Linked DNA regions of Oryctolagus cuniculus: region 1 is linked to region 2. A link is a contact called in public Micro-C data. All regions are on one chromosome and are shown on one strand. Each heading gives the region's core, a stretch centred on a gene start, on an enhancer-like site or on the middle of the called end of the contact. The rest is flanking DNA. Distances are from core to core; before and after follow the strand shown. Region 1 holds the start of PPM1B (protein phosphatase, Mg2+/Mn2+ dependent 1B). Region 2 holds the start of PREPL (prolyl endopeptidase like).

The links. Hi-C and Micro-C count contacts between places; a contact is called where the count stands out from the background.
Region 1: a contact with region 2 is called in a Micro-C map of ear pinna, with 8 times the contacts expected there. The contact joins the promoter of PPM1B here to the promoter of PREPL in region 2. A contact is called at or near these places in 3 of 6 Hi-C or Micro-C datasets (ear pinna, psoas muscle and an unstated tissue).

Annotation. Positions count from the first base shown.
Region 1 is chr2:158,591,507-158,597,011 of mOryCun1.1, reverse strand. It overlaps PPM1B (protein phosphatase, Mg2+/Mn2+ dependent 1B), which reads left to right and starts at 3,485. Exons shown (of 7, transcript XM_051842958.2): 1 at 3,485-3,504.
Region 2 is chr2:158,376,053-158,381,959 of mOryCun1.1, reverse strand. PREPL (prolyl endopeptidase like) reads right to left here and starts at 1,951. Exons shown (of 15, transcript XM_070069182.1): 1 at 1,524-1,951; 2 at 1-373. The coding sequence starts at 70. It overlaps CAMKMT (calmodulin-lysine N-methyltransferase), which reads left to right and starts at 2,011. Exons shown (of 8, transcript XM_070069190.1): 1 at 2,011-2,285. The coding sequence starts at 2,148.

The DNA.
Region 1 (5,505 bases), core at 2,236-4,735, 210 kb before region 2:
TTTGGATGGGCTCAGCTCCGGCCGTTGGGGCCATTTGGGGAGTGAACCAGCAGATGGAAGATCTTTCTCTCTCTGTAAACTCGGCCTTTCAAATAAATAAATGAATTAAAAAAAAAAAATTAGGCCGGCACTGCAGCTCAATAAGCTAATCCTTCGCCTGCAGCACCGGCAACCCGGGTTCTAGTCCCGGTTGGGGCACCGGATTCTGTCCCGGTTGCTCCTCTTCCAGTCCAGCTCTCTGCTGTGAACTGGGTGTGCAGTGGAGGATGGCCCAAGTGCTTGGGCCCTGCACCCGCAGACACCTGGCTCCTGGCTTTGGATCAGCGCGGTGCGCCGACTGCAGCGCGCCGGCCGCAGCAGCCATTGGGGGGTGAACCAACGGCAAAGGAAGACCTTTATCTCTGTCTCTCTCTCTCACTGTCCACTCTGCCTGTCAAAAAAATAAATAAAAAATAAAAAGCCCAAAAAATTAAATAGAAAAATATTAGTTCATAAAAATAACAATAAACTCACTTGTGCCCACAAAAATTTTTTTTTAGATTTATTTATTTGAAATGCAGATTTAGAGAGGGAGAGACAATGAGAAAGAAGTCTTCCACCCGCTGGTTCACTCCCCAGATGGCCGCAACAGCCAGGGCTGTGCCAGGCTGAATCCAGGAGCCAGGAGCTTTATCTGAGTCTCCCACTTGGGTGCAGGGGCCCAACGACTTGAGACATCTTCTGCTTCCTCAGGCATATTAAAAGGGAGCTGGATGGGAAGTGGAGCAGCTGAAACTCCAACCAGCATCCAAAACGGAGGCAGGAGGTGGCTTAACCTGTTATGCCATAGTGCCGCCCCCCCCCAAATATTTTTTTAAGATGAAACAACTGTATTTTCCAAAACAAACAAAACATTAGTAATGCAAATTTCTTTAACAGCTGGCTTAACAGAACATAGCTGAATTCCCATAAGTGCTTTTACATTCAGTCTGTTAAACACACACATGCTATTGTAGCCTCTGGAAAACTACACTGTATCTTGTGAGAGAGTGAGAATCAAACAGGCAAATAATGTCAGTGTTGTTATGAAAATAGTGTTGCCCTCTGGACTCTCAGGGGGCCCCCAGACTATGAGATCTGCTGATTTTTTCTACATATTTCTCTTCTTTCCCTTTACAAGGTCAATGTTATTTACACGGAAAGACCAATTTGGGGTTTTGGCACAGTGGTTAAGATGCCATTTGGGACGCGTACATTCCACATCAGTGTCTTAGGTTTGAGTCCTGACTCTGCTGATTCTGGCTCTTGCACCCCCTGGGAGGCAGCAAGTGTTGGTCCTAGTACTTGGGTCTCTGCTAGCCACATGGGAGACCTGGGTGAAAGTTTGGGCTCCTCAGCTCTTGGCTTTGGAGCCTGACCTACCCCTGGCTGTTGTAGGCATTTGAGGAGTAAGCCAGCAAATGGACAGTATCCCTAACTCTGCCTTTCAAATACATACATACATAACTCTGAAACAAATAAAAAGCAACTGCTTTGAGACCCTTCTGTGGCTGCTTGGAGTCTCAAAGACAAGCGTCCCCAGGTGTTCACTTTTTGATCTTTACCATGGTTCCTATTTTTGGAAGTTGAGGTACTAGATTTTCTCTCCCTTATAATGAGCTATGTCAGGCAGAGAGGTGCCATTTAAGGAAATATATCCAAAAAAATCATACTGTTAGTACTTCATGACAGTTGTATGATCCCATATTGATGATGAATACTACTTTTTCTCTCACTGTATAAAAAGTGGGGAAGTGGAATTTCCACTCATGGCTGCCTCTTTCCCATTCCAGTGAGTTTCAAACGTTAGTATGATAAAAAATCATCTGGGGAACTATTTAAAAATTTACCTTTCTGAGCCTTATCCCCGAGTCGCTGATTTTGTAGGCATGAGTGCATCTGAGAATTTGTGCCCCAGCTGATTCTGATGTTGGGTGTTTATTCCACTTGCTGTAAGAAGCACCATCCTTCCTCATACAAACCTGAGTAGGTTAAAACACAGCCTGAATTGAAATCGAGTCTTAGGTTTTATTTCTGCCATCCTCACCATGGGCCTGTGCAATTGTCTATTCCCAAATTTGCCCTTCTCCCCAAAACACAGACAGCTCCTAAGTGGAGAAGCCCTTTGTTGAATCTGAGCTTAAATTGTCTGCCAAGACCAACTTACAAGAAGGTATGACTGAGGTTTAAATCCTTTTTCAGGGCATTTGCATAAAAAATAACCTAAGGGAAGTACTGAAATGCCTCTTTGGGGGAACAAACTTGGCAACAGCTTCTAGTCTAAGTCGGCCGCAGGAGGAAATCACCGTCACTTCCATCTTTTGCCTACTGAGTCCCACTGCCATTCGTTCTGGAGCTTTCCTCGGCAAACCCATGCCCAGGTTAGGATCCTTTATGCCGTCACCATCCTTGAAGGGTTTCAATTATTACCTATCCTCCTGCACCGCCTTTGCCTAATTTACTTTTCTATCTCCAGCCCGGCAAACAGCAGGCGTTCATTAACAGCAAAAGGAACGAGTTAGTCAACGTCAGAGCCAAGCTCAGGAGTTCTCTTTTAAATCCATGCTGACTGGAAAAAACCAAACAAGGAAATGTCTACGGCTGAACGCCAGGCATTTGGGCGAATAAGAAATGAAAGTAACCCCTCGCAGCAGAAAATCCTACTGACAGGATCACCTGTCCCACGTTCTCAGCTGGCTGCTCCTCAATTTCCCGCCCACTCCCTTCCCTTCCGGAGACAGGTCCGGCAGGTAGCCTGGCCGAGCGGCTCTGATTGGTCTGCGATGATTTCATTGTTAGGAAACATCCGGGTCTTTCTCCTCCCCGCAACACCTCCCCAGAGCCCTGCCTTCCCCGTTTCCCACCCTCCACCCGCGGCCGCAGCAAAACAACCGCCTCTTCCCAGCCCGTTTCTGGGCTTCGTCTGTGCTGTCGCTTCCCGTCTCTTCGCCGAAGAGAGGCGTTTATTTCCTCCAATGAGGGGCCTAGGAGGACTTTATTAGCCAATCAGTAGCCAGCCCCCTGCAATGGCGGGTGGGTCTAGGCCTCCACACCTATAACTGGCCAGCCCGTTGGGTCCTTTATGGCGGTTGTTTAACTCAAGGCTTAGAGGTCAGAGTTAAGGGGGCACGGCTCTGGCAGAACGGGAAGGACCCGCATACTTTGTGGGGTTGACCGTTTTTGACGGCCAGCCAATCGCTTTCGGATACCTCCCCGCCTTTTGCGCGTTCATTTAAAAAACGTCCGTGTGACGGACTTGGAAATTGATTCAGTGACGGACACACACACAAAGCCAATGACTGAGAGTTCGGACCACCGTTTGGACCAATAAGGGAAGGGAGCTGTTGAGGCTCGGGCTGTGCGGGGCGGGGCGCAGGTGGGCGTAATTTGATTGACGTAGTCCCTCGCGTATGGGCGGTAGGGTGGGCTGGTCCACGACGTCCAGGAGGTGGTGCGCAGCGGAGGCGGGGCTGAATGAAGTCAATGGTAATGAAGGGTTGGGTCTCACTCAGTGGGCGGTGTTTGATGGATAGTTGGTCTTGCCAATTGAATGTGGTCACTGATGTCCAATGGGAAATTAGGAACTCAGAGGCGGGGCCGTGTAGGCGGGGAAACTAAGTCTGGAGGTACCAGGTGAGCCGAATAGGGAGGGGAGCGGTGATTGACGGGCCTCTCAACAAACCGGAGGCCGCGAGAGGACGCGTGGTGTCCCAGTAGCGGGCGCGGGGGGGGCGGGGCTCGCCGAGGGGCGGGGACGACCGGGTACGGGGAGGGGGTTGCAGAAGGAGCCGAGCGGCTGCTGCTCAATGGCGGAACAGCCGCCGGTGCTCTGACCGCCTGGTCCCCCTGGCAGTTGCGGGGGAGTTTCCTGCCGGCGCAGCTGGAGTCTCTGTTTCTCAGTGTTCGCTGGCTGGAAGATGCTCCAGAGAGACGAGGCTGCGGCGGAGGAGGTGGCGGCGGCCGAATCGGCAGCGGCGCTAGGGTGGAGAGAAGGCGGCAGCGGCGGCGGCGGCGGCGTGAGGGGCTGGGCGGTGTAAACAGCCCCGGAGGCGGCGGAGGCAGTGGCCGAGACCCCGAGGGCGAAGCGACGGCTGGGGCTGGGCCGTGCCTCGGTTGGAAACCTGGGCCGAGAGCAGCAGGGGGCTCGGCGGCGGGCGCGAGCGAGAAGCCCTAGACTTCGCCTCCCTCCCTCGCCCCAGGTAAGGCCGCTCGGCGCCTCGCCGGAGGGGACACGGCCGGCGGCCTCGCCGAGGCCCGGGTGCCGTTCCTGGGTGCGCCGGGCTGCGGGCCGGGGCCTCTGTCCCCGCTCTGCCGCCGGGTCTGGGCAGCGGAATGCCGGGCCTGGCTGCTGGGTAGGCCCTTTTGCCTGGCCGCCGCCTCCGCTCTCGGCTTAGGGCGCGGGGAGGGCACAGGAGTTTGCTCGAACGCCGGGAAAGTCAACTGCTCCCCGGTCTCTGCCGCAGTCTGCCGGCCTCTCGTTGGCGAGAAAGCGCTGGGCTTCCGCGGGCCCGGCCCGCCGCTGCCCGGTGCGCGGCTGACCGGGAGACGCTCGCTCAGCCCGAGCCTCGCGCTGCGCCCCGCTGCACTTCCTCGTTCAGCCCCCGCTCCGGGCGTCCCCCCGTGCCCTTCCTCCTCGGCGGCCCTGAGCCTGTCTCTCTTCTCATCAGCCTCCCGGCCTTCCCAACCCCGTCCTTTTCGATGTCATTCTTAGCAGCGGAGTTGCTGTGGTCAGGACCCCGGTCTGCCAGGGTCCCCATAAACAAGAGGCTGATCAGCTTTGTCGATCCGTTTTATTTAATGCTTTAAACCTGGTGTTCTTTACAGACAGTAGTATTAGACGTGGGGTGTATAAATGACACTGAAGTAATTTTAAAGATGAAGGACCCAGCGAGTGTTGCAAATAGTTACTTCTTCGTTTTTTGTTTTTTTTTTTTTTTGAAGTTGCGTGACCTCTCGTGTCAGCTTTAGCAGATCTAGGACGTTGGCCCATCCTATTTGGCAAAAGTGTTTCCTTAAGCGTTTGGTAGCAGCCAGAAGTCGTCGGGATTCGAGTCTTCCAAAACTTAGAAAAAAAACAAAACTGTAGGATAAAGCTAGAAGCTGTTTGGATAAAGTCACTGTTAAAGAGCCTTTAAAATAGTCTCCACATGTTTAACCTATCAAAATAAAGTTGGCAGGAGTCTTGTCGAAGGATTATTTAGGAATTCTAGTAGTCTTCGTGTTATGTAGCTATTTTGGGAAAAACATTCTTTTTCTGTCAACAAACGTTTACAACTCCTGTGATGTGAGAATTACTGAGGTTTATTGTGGGATTAACACAGGAACTCTCTTTATTTGAGCTACTGCATGGATGGAGAAGTGGTAGCTGGTTCAGGGAAGACATTGTAAGTCACGGTATGTCCTGGGAGATGGAGAAACTTGCCATGGACGCTGCATGTTAATAGATATTATTTCATTTACTTTCTCTGTTGTGCAATAGCAGAGTCC
Region 2 (5,907 bases), core at 702-3,201:
GCATGCACTTCCCAAGGCGAGGAATACCATACTTGAAAGCTCGGAGAAATAACTGGGCCTTCTGCTGCATGGTATCAAAGTCCCTGGTGTCTGCTCCCTTTGGGGCTGCCAGCACATGAATGCTTCCCAAGGTATACTGCACAGCAGTGGCTTCTCAGAGTCCCTAAGATCTGCGGTTCTTATCCCTCCCCTTCAGGGCCTGGCCCCTTCAGTTATCAAAACTGCAAGCAGCTCATAGGACAGGTAAGTCTAAACACCTGTGTAATCTAACGTTTCACTCAAATCATACTTCTTGGCAGCTGTGACTTAAGTGTCTCATGTGTGAAGTCAATTCTATCAAGCACCACTGATTCTCCATCACATAGGGGGCAAACTAAAACAACAGAAAACAAGAAACAAAACAAAAATTTGCAAGTAAATACACAGACTTAATGGAGCATCTAAGGGGTTTCAGGGGTTTAACAGGTGTAATTCTGAATTTATCTCTGGTACCTAAATGGATGATAAACTGGAAAAACCTAATTACTACACGAACACGGGGCACGAGAGATTAATAGTTGCTGAGTGTTGGCTACATGCCAGAGACTTTTATCTAATTGAAACTTCACATAATTTGATAAAGGAGCTATTACGACTCACATTACAGGTGAGCAAATTGGTGCTTGGTGGTTTAAGTAACCCCACCAGATCACCTGGGCAGTAAGCAGTATGGGAAAAAAGTCCAATCTGGCTTCATAATGGACTCTAACGTTAAACAGGTATTCAGCTCTTAAAAAAAAAAAGACTAAAAAACATGGCGAGATGCAAAAATAAAATGTGAAGGCTCTCGATCCTGCTGGGTGGTGGGTTTTAATGGACCTGATAGCTAGTAAATCAGAGGCCCAGGTTCACATGTGGCTCCTGCACTTAACCATGTCTCTGGGCCTCCGTGTCTCCACCTGTAAAGTAATGACATCATTTACCTTCCCGGGTTGTTGGCTGTAAGAATAAAATGATAACTTATGTTAAACTTCAATACAGTGTCCGGCACGTAAGCAACTATGATTAGGAGAGGAACCACCGAGGCAGCTGCACACTGTTGAACCACCCAAGTCGTCCATAAAACGCCCTCGCCCCGCTAGGTCTTCTGTGTCGCAGCAAAGCAGCGGGAGAGTTGGGCTGCGGAGCAGGCGATGCTAGCAAACAGGAAAGAAGCAAGCAAAGGGGGCCCCTGACAACCGGGGTCTGCAAAGGCCCTAGATCACCACATCTGCCACCCGCGTCTCCATCACGCATCCGCAGACCACCCGGCAAGGCTAGGGACGGGGGTGGGGCAGACAAACGGGTGTTCCCAAGGGAACCTATTCGTTTTTCCTGGGCAACCTTGCACCCAGAAATGAGAAGGTCTGAGTGCGAGAGGGAGTGGTACCAGGGAACCCGCAGTCAAGGGACAAGCGTCAAAAAGCGGGGACCCATCGGTTGCGGGAGTAGCTGGATGAAAGGGGAAGAGACCCCCAAGCACAGCACCCCCCCACAATACGTACGCAAATTGAAAGTCAGTCTGGCTCGCGACACAAACGAGTGAAGGCAGGTCGGAGAACCTGAAGCTCTCAGAAAGCAACAGCTGCGCCCACAGCCCCGTCGAGCCGAAGTCTGCGTGCTGCAGCCTGCAGAGCGACAACCTATCCAGAGCAGCCCAGTGCTGGTTTGCAGCACGCCGGCTTACGTAACCCCTACCTAGCACGAACTCTAAGCAGATTTCGCCATTTTTGTTGTGGTCATGGAGCGGATTTTCCCTCCCTAGGTTACGCAATCTTCAAAGATATAAGACTTGTAATAAAGAATTTCTAGTCTTCTGAGCTCTAGACGAACTAGGAGGGCAGAAAACAAGGAGAAACAGCGTCCTATTTGCTCGGCCACAGCTCCCTTACCACCTGGCGTGCCCTCACTCAAGATGGCCACCTGCAAAAATGGTGCAATGACGTGCCGGCGCTGCTCTGGTTGTCAAGGAGACGAATACCGGAAATGCGGAATTCGGGGAGGGCGCGCGCGCAAGTGCCTCAGAAGAGAGGCCGGCCATCACAGGTCCTGACAGGGAAGAAGTAAGCAGGTCCTGACAGGGGAGAGCTGGGTTGGCTGCACATCCGCGTATTGGCGGGTCCAGTGGGATGGAGTCCAGTGTCACGGACAGCGGGGCTGGCGAGACGGAGCGAGCCACGGGTGGGGTCTCGGACATTGGCGGCGCCGCTCAGGGGTCACCAGTCTCGGCGCCCCTCGGAGCTGCCCGGTGGAAGCTCCTGCGGCAGGTAAGGGAGAGCCCGCTCGCCTCACCTGTGCGTCTGGCCACTCCCCTCACAGGTGCGGGGCCAGCTAGCTACCGACCGCTGCGCGTTCTCCTGCGCAGCTCCGCTTGTCGCGAGAAGTGCCCTTTTGCTTCACGTGGTGGTTTTACCAAAAAGGAGGAATTCAGTGGGGTTGGGCGGCTCGGGGAGCAGCCATGGCTGAACCCCGGGGAAACTCGGATCGAAGTAGAAGACCCCTGTCGGGACTTTGGCCGGCGCCGGGGGAACTTTCCGCCTTGCTCGCCAGTCCCCTTCGCGGGCAGCGCTTCGATCCTGCTTCTGTCCCGTCTCCTTCCCTGAGATTCTGGCTTCTGAACTCCCAGCCTGGTCCCTGGTGGCGGTCCCGCTCGCCCCGCGGCTCTTGGCCATCGGCGCGGTCGGCTTACGCGCGTTGCCTGGGTGTCTTCCGTGGGTGAAGTGAGTGGGCCGAGCTGCCGGCTTCCTCCTCCCCCTCTCCCTCGGATGGGGACGTTTCTGTTGGCGTTTGCAGCGATCAGCAAGATACTCGTCAGGGTGTGCTGTCTTACTTGTTAGTGACGAGATCGTCCCGTACTCCAGAGTTGCTGCTGTAGTTCTGGTCACTTCGCCCCTATGCAGATGTGACGGAAATTCTCATTTGTGCAAACGCTCCTTCCAAAGCGCTGGAAGTGAAGACTGTTGATTGGTTCTACACACCAGTGTCATGCCTCTGCCTGAGGTTTTGTGCCGAAAACTTCTCAAGACTACACTTTCCATTTCTTAACTACTTGGAGAAGCATCTCCTAGCTACGGCCCGCCTTGCTGGAGATCGCACTTTTTGTATTTTGGGGGTGGCTTTTTTCTTTTTGTATTTGGGGATGTTGTCGCGTTTTTGCATACTTTGGCCTTTGTGTGTTGATAGGGACATAACTCATTAGACTTCAGTAAGATCATTTCTTCACTGTGCATTGACAGTCTTCTCGAGTATTAATGATCTGGTTTTGCTATTCATGTTATAAATGGTAATAAAATACTCTCATAGATCATTGTTATTGGAACTGTCTGTAGTGAAGTAAACATCTTCTAAGATAGAATTAGCGACTGGTGAATAAGGAAGGGTCTTAAATTAGTCACGCACGGGGCCAGCGCTGTGGCCTAGCGGTTAAACCCGCCTTCTGCAGTGCCGGCATCCCATACGGATGCCATAAGTCAGTGCCTGTTCAAGTCCCAGCTGCTCCACTTCCAATCCAGCTCTCTGCTATGGCCTGGGAAAGCACCAGAGGATGGCCCAAGTGCTTGGGCTCCTGCACCTGTTGGAGACCCGGAGGAAGCTCCTGGCTCCTGGCTTCAGATCTGCCCAGCTCCCTCAGTTTCAGCCATCTGGGGAGTGAACCAGTGGATGGATGGAAGCTCGCTCACTCTCTCTTTCTCTCTCTCTCCTTCTGCCTCTTTGTGGTTCTACCTTTCAAATAAATAAATAAATAAATCTTTTTCTAAAAAGTGAGTCATACACACACGGAGCCTCCTTAATCCAGAAATGTGAAATCTGAATTGCTCCCAAATCTGACACTTCTTAGTGTGACATGCGGCCAGAGTGGGACGTTCCACACCTGACATGTGATGGTCACAGTGAAAATGCATGTGCAGTAAAAGTATTGTGAAAAGTGATCTTCAGGCTATGTGTATAAGTGATTTATAAAACAGAAATGAATTTCTTGTTAGACTTGGGTGTCATCCTCAAGATAGCTCAGTAGGTATAAGCAAATATTCCACAATCTGAAAGCTGAGACACTTCGGGTCCCAAGCATTTCAGAAAAGGGAAGGGATGTTCAGCCTGTGCCTGTATGTCAGTGTTGAGATACACACTGCTGCTTTTGCTACTCAGTGACACGACTTCACTGTTTCTTAGTACAGTAAAAACTCGAGCTCATCAGCACTTGCATTCATTCTGGGTTGCTGCCAAAGTCAGAAAGTGGCGAGTTTCAACTATGGTACCAGTTGAACTCCACACATTCTGACATTTCATATTTTGGCCTCCGGTGCCTGCTGGCCTTCTTCTCTACCTGGTGAATGACTGTTCATCCTTCAGACCCCCATTTCATTCTACTCTTCTGCAAAGCCACCCCCAAATCCTCAGCTGGCAAATCCCTTATCACGTTGTTTTATGATCATTTGATTAGAGTGTTTTTTTCACTAGGATAGGAGTTCTCCCTTGGAAAAGAAGATGTATCATTAACCTCCATCCTCTGCACTAGCACAGATCCTAGATAATTGCTTTTTAGTAAATACTATTGCTTGTGGACAGCTTGAGAGTAGGGATAATTTTTAAGTGGCCCATGGGACCTAGTCCTTAGGGTATTATATCAGTTAGCTATTGCTGAGTAACGAACAACCACCCCATTGTAATGACATACAACCATGAGCCTTGATGTATTTATGCATCTGTGGATCACCTGGTTGTGTACTGACAGAGGCTGTGAACAACTGAGTGGCTCTGTGCTGCATGCTTGGTCCACATGCCTCTAATCATTGGACTGATTGACATGTTCTCATGGTGATGGCAGAAATGTAAGAGGGCAAGCTCAACCAGTCTTCCTTTGACTGGTTCACCCTCCACATGCCTGTAAGAACCAGGGTTAGAGCAAGCTGGAGGCAGTAACCAGGAACTCAGTTTGTGTCTCCTACTTGGGTGACAAGTCCCAAGTACTTAAACCATTATCTGCTGCCTTCTCAGATTAGGAAGCTGAATTGGAAGCAGAGCTGGGATACTCTGATACCAGCTGCAGACATCTGAAGTGGTGTCTTCACCACAGCACCAACTATCTGCCCCCCATGGCAACACATGTTAAGTCCCTCTTGCATTATGCTTACTAACATCGTTTTGGTCAAGGTAAGATTCTTGGCCAAGTCCAAAGTTAAAGGGCAGGGAAGTATACACTTTCCTTGGACATAGCAAAAGAGGCAAGGAGGAAGTGAATATTTATCTATAATAATCTATCACAAATATTAGACATTTTCAGGCTATTAATAAATTTCTAAAAATGAATGACCCATTCTCTTTTTAATTTTTATTTATTTGAGAAGCAGAGTTATAGAAGGTGGAGGGGAGAGAGAAAGAGAAAGAAAGAAGTCTTCCATCCTCTGGTTAACTCCCCAAATGGCCACGTTGGCCGGAGCTGGGCCAATCTGAAGCTTCTTCTGGATCTCCCACGTGGGTGTAGGGCCCAAGCACTTGGGTCATCTTTCACTGCTTTCCCACACCACCAGCGTGGAGCTGGATCAGAAGTGGTGCACCTGGGACTCAAATTAGTGCCCATATGGGATGCTGGTGCCACAGGCAGAGGCTTAACCTACTAAGCCACAGTGTTGCCCCCAACTTACCCCATGTGCACTCAACACTGGGGAGAACCTAAGCAGTGCTGGAGATGTATGGCTCCCTCTCTTTCTTATGGGGGACATCTTCATTACATCTGCTTCTGTCTTCACACTCATAATTTTTTTCATGACTCTGTAGAGTGCCAGTGCTGTCTCATGGCCCTTTATGTTAACTGTTCAGTATTTCCTGTGTTTGTAATTTACATCTTTAAGAAATTTGAGAGGCAGAGAGAAAGATTGAGAAAGAACACAG